2 separate regions of the Mus musculus genome follow, and region 2 is linked to region 1. Evidence: chromatin contacts called from public HiChIP or PLAC-seq data. All regions are on one chromosome and are shown on one strand. Each heading gives the region's core, a stretch centred on a gene start, on an enhancer-like site or on the middle of the called end of the contact. The rest is flanking DNA. Distances are from core to core; before and after follow the strand shown.

Evidence for each region. HiChIP or PLAC-seq counts read pairs in DNA pulled down with a chosen protein or histone mark.
Region 2: an H3K27ac HiChIP or PLAC-seq map of embryonic stem cells shows a contact between it and region 1, with 9 times the contacts expected there. The contact joins two enhancer-like sites. A contact is called at or near these places in 2 of 39 promoter capture datasets (cranial neural crest and frontonasal cranial neural crest) and 2 of 115 datasets of contacts at active chromatin or transcription factors (embryonic stem cells and large pre-B cells).

The regions. Positions count from the first base shown.
Region 1 is chr7:39,579,499-39,582,784 of GRCm38.p6, forward strand. Gm33989 (predicted gene, 33989) reads left to right here. Exons shown (of 6, transcript NM_001378673.1): 6 at 1-1,092. Among named protein-coding and RNA genes, the nearest start is that of Gm33989, 29 kb to the left of the region's middle. Within about 2 kb of position 1,348, at least 3 of the 459 cell types and tissues checked have an H3K27ac peak or open chromatin away from gene starts, as enhancers often do. A contact at or near this core is called in embryonic stem cells, where this site is marked.
Region 2 is chr7:41,597,766-41,601,232 of GRCm38.p6, forward strand. No RefSeq gene overlaps it. Among named protein-coding and RNA genes, the nearest start is that of Gm51480, 34 kb to the right of the region's middle. Within about 2 kb of position 1,881, at least 373 of the 459 cell types and tissues checked have an H3K27ac peak or open chromatin away from gene starts, as enhancers often do. A contact at or near this core is called in embryonic stem cells, where this site is marked.

The DNA of each region.
Region 1 (3,286 bases), core at 98-2,597:
TTTTCTGCTGTCACTGTATGTTCCAGATTGGATTCTTTTGAAGATTTTAAAATTCTGATTCAAAGAACCTTCTAAACTCTGTTATATGTCCTCTGATTTAGCATTCCATCTTTCAATCATTTCTTTCTCTAAGTCTGCTTTATTCTGATCTTTCTTAAAGAGAATATGTACAACTACAATCATCATTTGCATTCTGATAACCAGAATAAAATTATTCAGGGTCCAAGTGCCCTCTGTCTTTGTGTTTTTCTCCCTTTTTTAAACATAGAATATGTTTTTCTTTTAATCTCTAACTCTCTCCTTAAGGACTTCATTTTCTTCTTTTCAAAATAATATTTCTTTCTACAATTTTTTTTTAATACTCTGCTGCTCCAGAAAAATCTTCAGATTCCTTAGGCTGGCATGTGTCTATGGCAGCTAATTCTGCCTCATTAGTGCAGTCTAGCAGGACGCCCTTGCCAGTTCTGGGCTGGAGCTGCTCCTCATAAGGGCTTTGCATTCTCAACTCAGTTAAGCTTATGGCTGTAGAGTCCAACATAATCTCCTTTATTCTGAAACAAGGATTTGAATACTGTACAAAGACAAGTGGTGAAGGGGTGTAAGAAGGAATCAAACTGAAGCCATTTTGAATAAAACTTCCATTTTAAGTTGAGGTCAAATAAAGTTTAAACTTCGGAGACCTCCCTGGGTAACTGACATCCTGCTTGGCAGAAAGAGGCATGAATAATAATAGTCAAGTTGACCTGCCACAGTTGTATAACCCAATGAATGGGAATAGGGTAAGTGTATCACAAAGACACATTCCTAAGGAAGTCTCCTATTCCTGCATCCTGATTGTTGGGATAACTTGCCACAGATGTGTGTGGTTCTGAAGCTTAAGAACTCTGTAGCATTTTGGCTCTAGGTCACACTTCAGCTCCCAAGCTGTGCCCCTGATCCATCAGTATCGCCCTGAGTACAATAAAATATTCTCATCTCCTTAAATACTAAGATGAAGTTTTGAAGATATATGACGCTCCTGAGTTTGTGCTGTTGTCCCCGACTGGTCAGTTTTTTGCTGCCTAATTCAAATAAAGAGCTTATTTTTCTGGACTCTTGTTTGTATCTGCTTGGGTTGTTTTGGATTGTTGGACTCTAACAATTTAATTGAGGGTGGCTTACACTTCCATTATCATTGTGGAAGGAAGCATGGCTGCATGCAGCCAGAGATGGTGCTGTATGAGCCAAGAGTTCTACATTTTGATCTGCAGGCAGCAGGAGACTGTGTGTTATACTGGGAATAGCCTGAGTGTAGGAGACTTCAAAGCCCACCTCCGCATTGACCCACTTCCTCCAACAAGACCACACCTACTTCAACAATGCTATGTCTCCTAATAGTGCCACTCCTTATCGGCCAAGGATTCAAACACATGGGTCTATGGGACCATACCTACTTAAACCACCACACACTCCATTGGATAAAGCTGATTTTTCCTTTTCCCAGCAGCTATAAGTTGCAAAATTTTCTCGGTTAGGCATGGACTTTGTGACCACTTCTTTGTGATAGATAAATAGATTTTTGTTAAGACCTAGGTAAAACACTAAGGCCTAGATAAAAAGTTGAAACCTAGGTAAAAATGTTAAGGCCTAGGTAACAGTTACTTGGCTAGTCTGCCATTATAAGGAAACTTTCTCATATGTTTCTGCTGTTACTAGGAAATGTTCTAATGCCAAGATTGATTACATATTCTGTTGTGTTTGTCCCCTTGGCAACCAGTCACCATAGAAGTCAGTAGAACTGTTTTGTATAGTTACCCACAGTAGGACTGGACATGAACCAACCACCCAACAGCACTTCCTGCACAATGTATAAGTTTTTATGGTATAAGCTGTTCCTGGGATGGATCCCACCTGCACCAAATATAAGAAACTATTTGGAATAAACTTTCATTTTAAATACTGGTTGAGTAAATTTCAGTTCCCAAGACCTCCATGGGAACTGGCATCCTACTTGGCAGAAAGGCATGTACATAGGTAATTGACATCCTGGTTGGCAAGTTAAGACAAGTCCTATCCTGGTAGACAAGTTAGGACATGAATATTAGACAAGACAAGTCCCCTGCCACAGTCCCAACCAATGGGAGCAGGATAATGAAATCCCCCTATTCCTAAATAAGGAGATTGGTTGAATAACTTGGTACAAATATTTGTGGATTTTGGGCTTAAAAATCCTGTAGGATTTTAATTCAGGGTGATGGTTCAGTTCCCAAATTTGGACCATGACCCTGGTCAATCAGGTTTTAATTTTAAGGTTGGGGGTAAAGTTACATGTAGGTAGAGTGGAATTAATAAGAATTCATACCAATGTTAAGACTAGGGTTGCTGGTCGTGGTGGCGCACGCCTTTAATCCCAGCACTCGGGAGGCAGAGGCAGGCGGATTTCTGAGTTCGAGGTCAGCCTGGTCTACAAAGTGAGTTCCAGGACAGCCAGGACTATACAGAGAAACCCTGTCTCGGAAAAAAAAAAAAAAAAAGAAAGAAAAAACAACAACAACAACAACAACAAAGACTAGGGTTAGGTTTACCATTAGGGATAGGTTATGTAAGGCTTAATTATAGGGTTAGGGTTAGTACTTAGTTTAGGGTTAGAATTAGGAATTGAGTTAGATACAGGTTTAGGGTTTGGTTTAGGGTTAAAGTCAAATAGGGTTTGATTTTTGGATTAGTTTTGTTTAGAGTTATGGCTAGGGTTTGTGTTAGTGCTATGGTCGCCAATTAGTTTTAATTGTAGTGATGTACTAATGATAATGTTTGGCTTAGAATTAAGATTAATGTTAAGGTTAGGGCTATGCCATTGTTATGGTTATGGATTGGATTCATTTTAATATTAGGGCTAAAGTAAGGATAAGTGTTAATAGGGTTAGGAGTTGGCTAAGTGTTATTGTTCAATTTAGGTTGCTGTTAGGATGTATATTAGAAATAACCTTAGGTTTAAATTTTGGGTTATATTAAGGGCTGGTATTAGAGTGCCACTACAGTTTGAGCTAGATTTATAGTTAGTGTTTAGGATATGGGCTAAGCATAGGAATAGAGTTAGATTTAGGGTTCAAGCTAGGGACTTTTCTGGTTAGGGCCTATAAAAAGTTTATGTCAAAGCTGGATGAGGTGGCACCCTTTAATTGTAGCACTTGGGAAGCTGAGAGAAGCAGATCTCTGGGAGTTCAAGGCTAACTTGATCTCCAAAGAAAATTGCAGATCAGCCAAGGACATACAGAAACCTTGTCTCAAGACAAAAACAAAAAAGAAA
Region 2 (3,467 bases), core at 631-3,130, 2.0 Mb after region 1:
TGTACCACATTTTCTGTATCCATTCCTCTGTTGATGGACATCTAGATTCTTTCCAGCCTCTGGCTATTATAAATAAGGCTGCTATGAACATAGTGGAGCATGTGTCCTCATTACAAGTTGGAACATCTTCTGGGTATATGCCCAAGAGAGGCATTGCTAGATCTTCCGGTAGTACTATGTCCAATTTTCGGAGGAACCACCAAACTGATTTCCAGAGTGGTTCCTCCACCCTGCATTCTGTTCTCAGTGGGAAGATCTAGACCATCTGTGAACTGGCCACGATGACACATTGCTGTGTAATCCTAGCATTTGAATAGTATAGACAAGAAGATCAGAGTTAAATTCAAGGCCAGCTTGGCCTAAATAGTTCTAGACCATCCAGGGCTAGAGTGCAAATACTTACCCTATGTGTAGACACCTCACATTATCCTTGGCTTTAGTCTCATATTCTACATTAGGTTTACTGATTTATTTACAGTGCTGGATGCATTCCCTATTTTATTGTCTCTCCCCATTTACCATTATTTCTAATGTACACCTAGTTCTGCAATTGTTTTTATTATGCAACTTAAAAAGGAAAGTTTACTTCTCAGCAAGAAGAGAGCTCTGTTCTCTGGGGATCATGAGATTCCTCCAGCCAGAAGCACATGATGGTTCATCTCATATTTTCTCTTTTAATCTTCCATATGGCTTTCCTTTCATGTTTCCTGATAATCCTTCCTAGTTTTCAATCTTTGAAAAATGAGAAAAGGTCAGGTGTGGTGGTAAACAACTTTAATCTTAGCACTCAGAAGACAGAGGCCATGAGATGTCTGAGAGTGCAAAGCCAGAATGATCTCCATGGCTAGTTCCAAGCCTGTCACGCCAACAAAGTGAGACAATCTCAAAAATAAATAATTGAGAACCCTTTTAAGGTCGGGTGAAAATAAAGGGAAAAGGCAAAGAAAAGGAGAGACATTGGCCAAGAGCAGTTGCTTCCATTTACAGCACCCAGACAAGGACTCAAAATCATCTGTAGCTCCAATCCCAGGGGGTCCTACCCTTTCTTCTGACCTCCACAACCACTAGGCATGCACGGGGGGCATGATTATACATGCAGGCAAAATATATGAAATAAGTCTAATAAAAATTTAAAAATCACTAGAAAAGGTATTTTTATGAGGATACAATTTCAGACTCCTAGAAGTAGTTACAAATACTGGTAGGCAACAACTCCCGTGGCCACGTGAGACAGCCTTGGGCTTTCAGTACATCACCTTCCACCAGTCTTGCCCGGTTGTAAGGAACTGAGGCACTTTGATGATGGCTTCCTTATCACTGGAGCGTGAGTGCGGCCCTGGTACTTTCTGAAGGAGCAAGAACCACTAGATGAGCCATAGTAAGTATTGGCAAGATTTACCTCTGCCAGTGGTAGCGCGCACGCGCGCCGTCCCCCAAGTGGGAGGCGTGTAAGCCGTGATAACCATTACAAAACAACCGGAAGTGACCTAGGGGCGCGCAACTTCTTGGATCCAGATGTAGTTTCCTGCTAGGACCGCTTGTGCTTGGAGGCTGGACCGTTGGGGTTGTGCATGTCTGCGGGTGGACTTGGTGCCCCACGTGCTTTGTGCCGGGCTCTGTGAGTTGCAGCGTGAGGTGAGTGACCGTCAGGCTGGCAGGACACCGGGCTGTCGCGCCGCGGTTTGTGCTGCCTGATGGCTGCAGGTGGGCATCAGCCCTGTTTTCGTTCTTCTCTTGCGGGGTTTTCGCTTCTGTTTTGTCACTTACCGATATGCTCTGCTGTGGGATTTTGCCACATCGTTCGAGAACGTTGTGTGTTCAGGGACACAGTTTGGGCAGGAGTCAGTGCATGGGCGCTGCAGGATCCGAGCCTAAGATCAATGTGCTGTGCTTGTTGAGGGCGACCGCGCTGCTTTCTGGTCCCTTAGTGTTTGAGTAGCTGGTAAGTGGTCTGTGAGAGGAGAAAAACTCCAAGGAGTAAGAGAAAACGGGAAAATGAATTTATGTACATTTTGGCCCAAACTGGGACCAAACGTATTTATGTCGCCCTACGCAGTAGTAGCAATTGCTTTTATTGAGTAGAGGGAACTGTATGAAAGCCAGGGAATAGGGGTAAGCTGTTTAGTGTGGTCCCAGTCATCCAAGCAGGGATTTAAGCCTTAGTTTCACCCCAGACACCAGGTGTTCTGATCATTTCCTCCCCGTGTTATATTTTCTATATGGAGCTGGAGCTGAAAACAGAAAAGGAATTTAAAAACAAAAAACAAACAAACAAAAGAACTAAACCGAATTCAATTTCTATTGTCAGTTTACATAACTATTGGGGTCCATATGTGTGGCTAAGTTGGAGGCTGGCCTGTGCTAGGAGCAGAAAGGTGTGCTCTAAAGAGGTTTTAGGTCAGAAGCCTAGTTTTCTGCATCCAAACAGTCAAGGGCCAGCCTCAACCAGTAGCCTCCTGTAGAGACCAGTGAGGTGAAAAGCAGAAAGCGGAGGGACTGAGATGTGGATGAGCACTGTTGGGTTCCCACTATCCACATTCACACTGTGGCTTTGAGCTGCCAGGAAATGCAGTTCCTAGGAATCCACTGCTCCCCCTCTGGCCTCCTGGTGCACACACAGACAGCCAACAATCCCTATAATTTTTTCCTTTTCCTTTTCCTTTTCCTTTTCCTTTTCCTTTTCCTTTTCCTTTTCCTTTTTCTTTTTAAAAAAAATTTTTGAATAGAAAGAATAGGCCTTTGACAAAATTCTTTTTCCCCAGTGAGCTACTTTCTCCACCTAACCCCCCTCACACACACATCATTTGGTAAAAAAAGAAAAGAGAACCAGAGGGTGAGACTCCACACATTGGTTACATTAAGCAGAAGAATAGTTAAAGTGACCTAGTGATCCCATGTCTGTCTCTAGTGCACAGATTTAAGGTTAAGTTTAGAAATCAAGCTTTATGTATTAAAGTAGTGCTGCAGGTTGTGGTGGCACACGACTGTCCTGTAATCTTAGCACTCTACACTCGGAGGCTGCAGGATGACTGCATTATGGAGGCTGGGCTGGGCATGAAGTAGGCTAGGAGTCAGCAGTGTAGAAGTAAGAGCCAAAGTGTAGAAGACATGCATAATGCTTTTTAGAAAAAGCAGATTTGTGTGTGTGTTTCATTTTCAAGGTTTGTTTTTATTTTACATATATGAATGAGTATTTGACTGGTTGTATATAGGTACACCAAGTGTGTGCCTAATGCCCAGAGAAGCCAGAAGAGATCTGAGACCCTGGAATGTGGAGGAGGTTGTGAGCCCCATGTGGGTACTGAACCTGGGACCTCTGCAAGGTCACCAAGTGCTCATAATCTCTGAGCCATCGTTTATGACTTTTTTTTTTTTTGTTCTCTTACTACAACAATTTTGCCAAGCATATGACGAGATAGACAGCATTTAGTTCAAGCCTGGTAGGGCACAAGTTTGTCAGATTCTAT